Regions from separate parts of the Ovis aries genome. Here region 1 is linked to region 2. Evidence: chromatin contacts called from public Hi-C data. All regions are on one chromosome and are shown on one strand. Each heading gives the region's core, a stretch centred on a gene start, on an enhancer-like site or on the middle of the called end of the contact. The rest is flanking DNA. Distances are from core to core; before and after follow the strand shown.

Region 1 (4,855 bases), core at 1,044-3,543, 130 kb after region 2:
TTCTTGGTGGGGAAGAAGATGAGGCATCAGCCAACTCTTCATCCATCTTGGAAGCTCTCTCTGGTGTACTCACCAGACCAGGATGGCAGGATAGCTCTGCCTTCCATGAATCCTTGGTTGGTGACTCCCGTTTTATTCTCAGCCTTTAAAACCCTTTGCATTCAGAGATTCCAACAAATAAACTCACAACACCTAAAAACCCAGTCTGCAAGGCTTTATCTCCCACCACAAGTGAAGACAAGAAGGAACAAGGCCACCACATGGCCTGCCCAAGGTACATGGTGAGTCAGAGAAAGAATAGGAACAAAACCAAAAGAATCTGTCAGTGGTTTGTCCAGAAGGCCTTCCAACTTTTAACTCAGGCTACACTGGTTCCTTTCAGGCTGCCCTATTTTGAGGGGTTTGTCCAGTTGTTTTGGAGTCAGACATTGAGCCAGGTCTCAAAGGTCCAGAAATGAAGAAGGCCAGGCCAACCACCAGAAGACCATAGGCACTTAAATATCCCTAAAACGAACTCATACAGCATTGGAAAGAAACTCTCTGCCCATGGCCTGCAAGTGTGGGCACCACTGCAATGGCACTGAAAACTTTTTGCCAGCCCTTTCCAGTCTGGATGGCAAGAGGTTAAAATAAAACTAACTCTCTGCAGGGATCTGTATACATTTGGTATACACCAAAGGGCAGATGATGCTAGAGGCATGTTTTCCCTGAGTTGAAAACGACCTGAGCCTCTTGGGCAGTGAGATACAGAATATAAGTGCTTCCAAGCACTAATCATAGTGAGTTTTTAAAAGTTATTTTTAATTGAAAGATAATTGTTTAACAATATTGCATTGATTTGTGTCATACATCAACATAAATAAGCCATAGATATACGGAGTGAGTTCTGAAGACTGTTTACTAGTCTGTCTCCTATCAAACTACACGTAATCTTTGCGAGAAGGGATTGGGTCTCCTCAGCCTTTGCAATGAGTCTAAGTATGTTGTTGTTCATTCACTTAGTTGTATCTGACTTTTTGTGACCCCGAGTCCATCTATGAGAAGTATCAAACGGAGTACTGAGACACAGAAGCCTCTCAATAAATAAATACCTGAACAAGCCATACCCCAGGCTTTCGCGAAACCCCAGGACTCACTGTGCATGGAAATCCACAACCACTGGTGTCTCACTATTGACAACTCGGTCTTGAAAGTCAGGTCCATCTTGGATGTTAAAGGTTGTTGAACAGACTCTGGTGGTGTATATAGACCGGGCTTGGCTGGGTGCTACTGTCAGGTAACCAGGACTGTACTGTGGGGTCTGCAGGGCCCTGGAGGCAACGGGTGCCCACCGACTCTGAGAGGGCTTCCCAGAGATTATGGAGGTCAGGAACCTCCTCAGAAGAAGTCGCTGAGCCATCTGTGAGGGGAAGAGGCAGGGACAGTGGGGGCAGTCAACATATCAGGAAATAATAATAAAGACGCATGTGGGAGTACGGTGGTGGTGGTGGTGGTGGTGGTTGGTGAGGGGGAGGTTCAAGACGCAGGACCAGAAGTAAAACGCTGGAAAATAATCCATAAGATTTCTGGAGTAGAGGTGAGTAAAGGATGAGAATCAAAGGGAAGGAATCAATAACCAGCACAGGTTAAAAAAAAAAACAAAAACAAACAGTACCAGAAAACTGGGTCGACAACCAATGAATCAGGATCTTACGGAATTACAACAGAAGAGGAGGAACCAATATTTACAAAGCATCCCCTAACAGTCAGGTATCTTACGTACATTAGTCTTCCTAGATCAACGTTGCGAATGTTTCAATAACGCTATCACTCAAAAGGATTCCGAGGCTCAGGTAAATTGTGACATGCCCAAAATACATTATTAAATAAGAGTCAACAATGGAACCCAAGGCGGTCTGAGAAATTCTTACTCTATCGATTACTCTCCCTAAAAGTATTTTAATGGAAAATTAAAGACAAAGAGAGGGTTGTCAAAGGATCAGGAAAGAGGAACCACAATTCAGGGAGCAACGAAGAGGCATGGGGGCAGGAATGTGGGGGAACTAAAAAGGAGGGACGTGTGTGTAGAAGGAACTGGGGAACTGGACGTCAGCAGGGACCCCGGCTCCTCGGAAGACAGGTTCCCCCCTCCACGGTCTCCGCCCGCTGGGCCGCCGGCCCGCACAGGAAAACGCCTGCAGTGTGCCTCAGCCGCGACATCACCTCGAGCCACCCCAAGGGCCTCCTACCTCCCTGCAGCGAGAGCGGAGGGATGCACAGCGGGTCCCTCCGCACCGGTCAAGGGCACTTCTGTTGTCACTTCCCGAGGGGGCGAGCCTTTACCGTCACTTCCGGGGACGGGCAACCTAGAGCAAGTCTTTCCGTAACGCGAGGAAAGACGGGGGCGGAGCCTCAGCTGAAAACCGGAAGAGAAGGACTCCTGGAGGAAGAAACCGGAAAGGGGGCCGTTCTTTAGGGGAGAGACCGGAAGGGGCGTGTCTCCAGAGGAGGAGCCGGAAGAGGCCGGCAGGCCGGAGGGGAGGAGCCGGAAGAGGAAGGGAAGGAGGAGAGGGCGTCCGCAAGGTACTGGCTGGAGAGAAGGGCGGGAGGTGTGGTTCCGGAGTTTGCAAACTCTTGGCTTATCGGCCGTACAACATCGACCACTCCTTTGTCTCATTGTCTCGGTGCTTCTTCGGAGCCAAAGAGGGCGCATTGTGGCCCTTGGGTGTCGCAAGCGACTGTATAATCTCAGGGTTTGGGGCAAGTCACCCTGCCCCTGGGGGCTTCAGTTTCTCAATATGTGACCTGAAAGGCTATACTTATTCTCCCCCCAGGACCCTCAAGCTCGTCTCTTTGGAATGCTGGGGAACTGGGCCCAGACTAGATACCAGATGGCCATGTTACTTGGAGGGCTTGCCTTTGAGGCCCCTCGTAAAGTGTGATGACCTGTGAACCTGCTTGGGCCTGGGTCTTGCTTGCACATCTGTTGTCACTGTCATGGACAACAGGGGTTTAGGCACGTGTGTCCCAGGCTGGTGTCTCAGTCACCCCTTGTCTCTCCTGCACCCTGTACCTTACCTTATGACCTGTTCTGTGAATACATCAGTGCCTTGTCCTTCCTCCTTGCCTTTGCTTAAAAAAAATTTTTTTTCCCCTCTGTCCACTTGGTAGAATACCTCCTCATCACCTCTTCTTCGAGCAACATTTCTTGCCTCCTTCTCCCTGGTGCTTTGTCCAGAACTTTGACACGTTGCACAGTGTCTGTCTTCCACGAGATCATGTGCTTCCTGAGAGTAGGGATTTGTAGCTTTTACACATTTCCATAGGCCCAGCACCAACCTGATACAGTGCCTGACTCACAGAGAATGTGCCATAGATGCTTATAAAACTGCATATCTTTTGCTATCCCAGAGAATGGTTCACAGTCTGAGTGGTTGGTTATATGGCTTGCCCAAGGTCATGAAGCAGGTAAATTGGCAGAGCCCCATCTCTCACGCCTCCATTTCAATCTACACTACAGCCAGTGGGAATCCTAATTACATAGAGTTTGCTTAAATCTCTCTTCTATGCTTGTGCTGTGTAGTTGCTACTCCCAATGACTGGAAGGCTTTTCCCTCTACTGTCCATCTGAGGAAGTGCTGCCAGCTACCAGATTAGGCATCATCTCTGGAGACACACCTGATCCTCTTTGAGTGGGGTTAAATTGCCTCCACTGAGCTTCCACAGCCCCTGTGCATCTATCCGTCAGTCAGGCACTCAGTGCCCGAGATTGTTTCTGTTTACTCCTCCCTCACTATGCTGTCTGCACCTGGTGGTCTGTCTCTCCGTTGCTTACTTTGGAATACAGCTGTGTATGGTTGTGCATATGTGCTCAGTCGAGTCCGACTTTTGTGACCCCGTGGACTAGAACCCGCCAGTCATCTCCATCTATGGAATTTTCCCAGCAAGAATACTGGAGTGTGTTGCCCTTACATCCTCTAGGGGATCTTCCTGACCCAGGGATTGAACCTGCCTTTCCTACCTTGGCAGGTGGATTCTTTACCACTGAGCCACTTGGGAATCCCTGGAAGGTAACTCTATGCTCACCACTGTACCACCAACATGCTGACTTTGGGGCATGGATCATCCATAGGAGGTGCTCAGTGAGTATGTGTTCCATGAACAAAGAACAGGGGCCCAAATCATACCTTTGACTCCAGATCCTATTTTCCCTACCACATTGCATGGGCTAGTTGTGCCCTTCCAAAGTCATTGCCATGTTTTCCTCCAGCTCATTTTGGCCACATCATGCTGTTATTTGTTCTCTGTCCAACTGGCAGGTTCACTGGCTCACTCCGCAGGCAGGCAGGGACACAGCCACAGCTGTTCAGGGACCTTCCTCTGGGATGGGGTGATGACCTCCTTGGAACAGGTCTACATTCCCTGGTCAGCCTTCCACTAAATAGAGTCTCTTGTCTGTTGTGGGCAGGAGACCAGGGGCGGGCATGGGCAGGCATGGTCTCCTCCACCTTGTCTGACCTCTTGTTTTTGCCTCTGCCTCCACCTAGGACTGGAGCCAACAGTGATGATCTGTAGCGGGACCCCAGGCCCCTTGCCTCTCCTGAGGTCAGCGTCCGTTGGTGCAGCTGTTGCTGTTAATGCCAGATGCCATCTGGCAGGGGCGCTCCCATCCTGACTGTTTTCATTTCTGTTTTTCTGTATCTTCAATGCTTTATTTTCCAGGGCCTCTTTGTTCAGTCACTAAGTCACAACTCTGCGACACTGTGGACTGCAGCTCACCAGGCTTCCCTCTCCTTCTAATTAACCCTGTTTAGCATTTCCACAGCATTTTCTAGAAAGTCAATTTCCCTGATTAATTCACATCCTGAATTCCAAA
Region 2 (4,859 bases), core at 1,845-4,344:
ACATCCAACACAAGCTGCAGCGGCCCCTCCAGCCCTGAGAAATATCAACAGTGCGGGGGTGTGGAGGGAACTCGGCCACTCACACGGACATAGCCTGCACCCTGCCCCCCACTGGGCAAGAGTTCAGAGCAGACCCGGAGGGTGACCTTGCTTCCAGCTCTCGACTTTCCCAAAGAACAAGGCCCTTCAAGGCTGCACAGCAGAGCCTGAGACAGACCCAGAGGGGTTCCCGATAAGGCAGCAGGGAAGGGAAGGCAGGGGGAGGGTAAGGAGGGAGGTGCTAAAGGTAGGGGAAGCCAGGGCAGAATAAGAGAATAAGGGGACTGGGGGGGTGGGGGGCGGCACAGATCTGAAAGAACACAGCTGTGATGGGGTCAGGCCTCCCTCCCCCACCCCCTGCTGCATCTCAGAGGCTGCCCAGCAGCTAGCGTGTTCAGTCCCGCTCCCTGGGAGCAGGCAAGAATGTACCTGCGCGGCGCGGCAAGTCTGCAGGCAGTGGCGGCTGAGGCTACCATAAAAGGAAACATTCCCATCCCTTCCAGAGGAACCGTTTTCCCAGGGCTGTCCGGGCCTGGTCCCTGGGACGGCTGGAATTCCTCTGATTGTGTGAGGGGGAGTCAGATGCTGAACGGCTGAACAACAGGAAGCAGAGGCCCCAAACATATACGTGTGGGCACGCACACACAGTCGCACTGTGCACACAGACCCACACGCACACACACAGGGTTGTGGACAAGTTGCATGTGGACACGCATACACATGAATGCAAAGACCAGACGTGCCTGGGCACATGTGCAGAGCCATGAGCGCGCACACAGGCACATGTACACATAGACACGCACACCTGTGGGTGCACACACACAGATACACTTACACAGAGGCCTGCACACACTTCACATCCCACTTCCAGAACCAAACGCTTCATGTAAGCTTCACCCACTCCATCTCCAGCTCTCCCTGCTCTGACTTTTCACCTCCAGCTCCTGAAGCCAAGGTACCACTGTCAACACAGCCTAAAAGGAAACCCTCTAACCCTTGAATTTTACACTTTAAAGAAACCTTAATTTGCTTCGCCAGAACATTTGCTGAGGCAAATAGTTTTGCAGAGGAAGCCTGACAGGAGGCGTTTCTGATTTCCTCAACTCTTGCCCCAACCACTTTTTTGAAAGTGAAGTCGCTCAGTCGTGTCCGACTCTTTGCGACCCCATGGACTGTAGCCTACCAGGCTCCTCTGTCCATGGGATTTTCCAGGCAATAGTACTGGAGTGGGTTGCCATTTCCTTCTCCAGGGGATCTTCCCGACCCAGGGATCGAACCCCGGTCTCCCTCATTGTAGACAGATGCTTCACCGTCTGAGCCACCAGGGAAGGCCCCAACCACTCGGCATCCCTAAATCCACCTGCCCACATCCCCCAGAACCTGTCAATTTCTCTTTTTATAGAAGGTTGCGTCGGCACCTCTTAGGAGGCTCGTGAGGCAGGCACCGCCCCTGGTCTGCACAAGCCTGTCTCACGGCATTTGGCTCTGTTCCTGCACTCAGAAGCATCTCTTCTGGGTAGGGCTATTGTTTTTGTTTAGTCGCTTAGTCGTGCCCAACTCTTTGCAACTCCATGGACCACAGCCCACCAGGCTCCTCTGTCCGTGGGATTTTCCAGGCAAGAATACTGGAATATGTTGCCATTTCCTTCTCCAGGGGATCTTCCTGAGCCAAGGATCAAACCCAGGTCTCCTGCATTGGCAGACAGATTCTTTACTGCTGAGCCACCAGGGGTCAGGCAGGAGATGGGGGAGGGTGGAGGGAATTCTCAGTGACTCTCCCCCTGGCTTGGTTTACTGTGCTGGGGCCCCAGTGCATTCCGGCCAGAACCCTCCTTAACACACACCCCATAAGCTCTCCCCATACGGTCCTCTCTAGGGACACGGACCCTTGAGAGTCCAGCCCACTCCATTGTTTGCTCAAGTCCTTATTTGAGCCTATGTGGAATGAAGTCTTATTTGAAAACACCCTTCCTTCCTCCACTATAGAGGAGACAGACAGATAGGAATCCAACAGCCCAGAACCAGGGAAGTGCACCCACCAGAGAAAATCCAGTTCTGGGAAACAGGCTCCCACAGGATGAAGACAGTAGTCTGACTTAGGGCCCCTGAACCTCTCCTGCCCTGATCCTTCCTCAGCAGGGACAGGGTAGAGACAGGAACACGAATCTCTGCAGTGATTTTCAACTCTTTTAAAAGCTGCAGCAGGGACTTCCCTGGTGGTCAAGTGGTTGAGACTCTGCCTTCCAATGCCTTCTGGTTCAGTCCCTGGTCAGGGAGTTAGGATCTCACATAGCAAAAAACCAAAATGTTGAAACAATATTGTAACAAATTCAATACAGATTTTAAAAGCAGCAGCAGCCTTTCCTCAGGAAAATCTTCCTGAGTGCCCCATATGAAGAGTAGGAGACAAAAACCAGAGCTGCCTGGGAGGTGGAGACAGGGTTCCTGGGAACACACTTTACAACTACCGGTCCATGTGTCTGGAGCCACGGGGGAGAGAAGAAAGCCGCTGGCTGGGTGCCCTAGAGCCGGGACAGCACCCTCGTCCTGCACGTCCCCACAGGACGCCTAGCCCCTCAGCCTCCAGGCAATGGGAGGGCAGGGTTCCCTGGCAGCGCCGCTCCAAGGATCAAATGAGGCGGATGAATAAAGCCTGAGACACAGGGCAGGGTTTGGAGACTGACCGGAATGACCCCAGCCCTCTGCACCTTCCAGCTCTCCCAAATGCATGGCCTCCTCACAACAGTGAGAAAGGTTTTAAGTTACATATCCAGTGATGAGGCCATTCCCTCCCTGGATTTTATTTTAAACCCCAAATGCCCTGAGGCCTTTTGGAGCTGATTCTGATGTCCACATGGACAGGTGTTTCCAGCCAGCTCAGGAGGCCCCGTCGCAGGTTGTGAAGGGGGGCGGGGGGGAGCGCCAACCACAGGTATTTCAGGCCAGGTACAGGCTTTACAGGCTTTTGTGAGGGGCCTTCTCACTCACTTCCTCTGAGAAAGGAGCTGCCGATTCTTGTCCATAAAAGGCCACGCGGCTCACTCAGCCGTGATGTGACATCAGCCCCGACAGGAAGTATGGGAGGAAGGGAACAGGTCTGGTTCACCCACTGCGGCTGCCCAGGACTGACTCATCGGACGCTCACTCAGATAACGCCTGCTGGCCTTCCGCAGGGCTGCTCTCTGGAGGCACCTGGAACAGGGTTCTGCCTACAGGACCCGTCTTCAGATCAACCGTGTTTTTCTCTAGAACGGACTGAGATGTGGATACAGCCCAAGCAAAAATGAATTCACAGGGCAACTGCAGCTTCGACAGCCCACCTGAATGGGTGAGAGATGGCACAACCAGTGGGCCTGCGACTGTCCACACCAAGGCGGCTGTTTTTTTGCTAAAACTGCACAACAGACCCCCAGGTCGCCCACTGTCAGACCCCTGCTCGGTGTTGCCTGGGACAGAAGCCTCGAGCTGCGGGGACAAATTCCAGAGCTGCAGGTTACTTCTCCTGAGACTTGGTCACAGTGGGCGAAAACACCAGGCACTTTGCCAGGTGTAAAATGTGGAGAGACTTGTGGGTTTAAGCTCACACGTGGGGGCTGGGAAGGTTCTAGACAACAGGTGGTCCCATCAGCTGCATCTAGAAGTCAGGACACTAAGTCCTGAGAAACCCAATGACTTGGTCAAAGCATATAAGCTGGGCCAAGAAGCCAGGCCTCCAGATTCTTCCCCACACTGCTCCCATAGGCCAGGGCCTCAGGGCTGCACGTGACGTGCTATTCCCACTCATGAAGGGTCACGCCAGCCTTGCAAGCTGTCTGCTACTTTTTCCAAAGCCAGCCCAAGTCATGAGCTTGGGTTAAGTGCATAGGAAGCAAACAGAGGTGAGGAAGAGAGGGGGCAAAATAATGCCTCCTGTTAGTGGGTTGCTGCCAAGCCTTGGCGGCCTGTGTCATGGCACCCAAGGGAACCTACCAGCACCGCACTGCAGTCAGTGAGCAGGGAGAAAAACCCACTGATGGCTCCCAAGCACATGGCGGTGTCACCAGCCGTGTTCTCTTCAGGAACAAAGGTGGGCCCAGACCAAGCAGACACTTGAACCAGAAGCCAGGGGACCAACCCCACTCGGTGCCTCTGCCCACGCTCTCCCCCTGTAGGGGCGGGGTGTGGACTCTGCAGAGGCCCCAGTCCCCAGGCACAGGAGGCAGAGGTCTGGAAGGCATCCCCACCAGCACCGCTGACAATTAGGAAGAAACTCAAGGGACTGCTCTTTCATTCTGTTAGGAGGCCCCAGATAAGCCCCCTCTTGGTCAAAATGCATCCGGTGGCTCACACAGGTAAGCTCCTAGTGCACAGGTAAACCTGCCCAAACCACTGCTTCTGGCAGGCAGGGCTGGGAGCAAGAACTTCTCAGAGTGGGCTGCTGCTGAGGCAGCTCTCATGGGTCTGCCAGGATGGAGGGAGACTCAAAAGCCACATGTGGGTATAGACGGCCCACAGCAAAGGTCATGAGGACATCTGGAGAGATCTAACAACCCCTGAGGCCAGTTTCACCCTCTGAAATAACCCCTCATGGAAAAGGAAAGACAGGGAGGAGTCTTGGACAGAGAGCACTAAGCCACGGGTCACAGCTCTGCAGCAGAGAGGACAGGCGGGAAAGACAATGGGACACAGACAGGGAATGAGATGGACACCACCAGGCAAGCTCAGGACAAACCTGGCTTCAAGTTGGAGCACAAACAGCCCTCCCAGGAGGCAGCGGGCTTTGCGAACGTCCCATTGATGGGTTCGGTCCAAGTTAGAGAACCAGGACCATCAGGGCTAAG

Evidence for each region. Hi-C and Micro-C count contacts between places; a contact is called where the count stands out from the background.
Region 1: a Hi-C map of blood shows a contact between it and region 2, with 3 times the contacts expected there. The contact joins the promoter of TXN2 here to the enhancer-like site in region 2. A contact is called at or near these places in 6 of 16 Hi-C or Micro-C datasets (blood, omental adipose tissue and tail adipose tissue).

Annotation. Positions count from the first base shown.
Region 1 is chr3:180,538,116-180,542,970 of ARS-UI_Ramb_v3.0, forward strand. It overlaps TXN2 (thioredoxin 2), which reads right to left and starts at 2,294. Exons shown (of 4, transcript XM_004006719.5): 1 at 2,229-2,294; 2 at 1,137-1,399. The coding sequence starts at 1,399. LOC105610956 (a long non-coding RNA gene) reads left to right here and starts at 2,483. Exons shown (of 3, transcript XR_001434419.4): 1 at 2,483-2,562; 2 at 4,009-4,121.
Region 2 is chr3:180,402,922-180,407,780 of ARS-UI_Ramb_v3.0, forward strand. All of the region lies in intron 3 of MYH9 (myosin heavy chain 9), which reads right to left. Among named protein-coding and RNA genes, the nearest start is that of MYH9, 44 kb to the right of the region's middle. Within about 2 kb of position 3,095, at least 30 of the 54 cell types and tissues checked have an H3K27ac peak or open chromatin away from gene starts, as enhancers often do.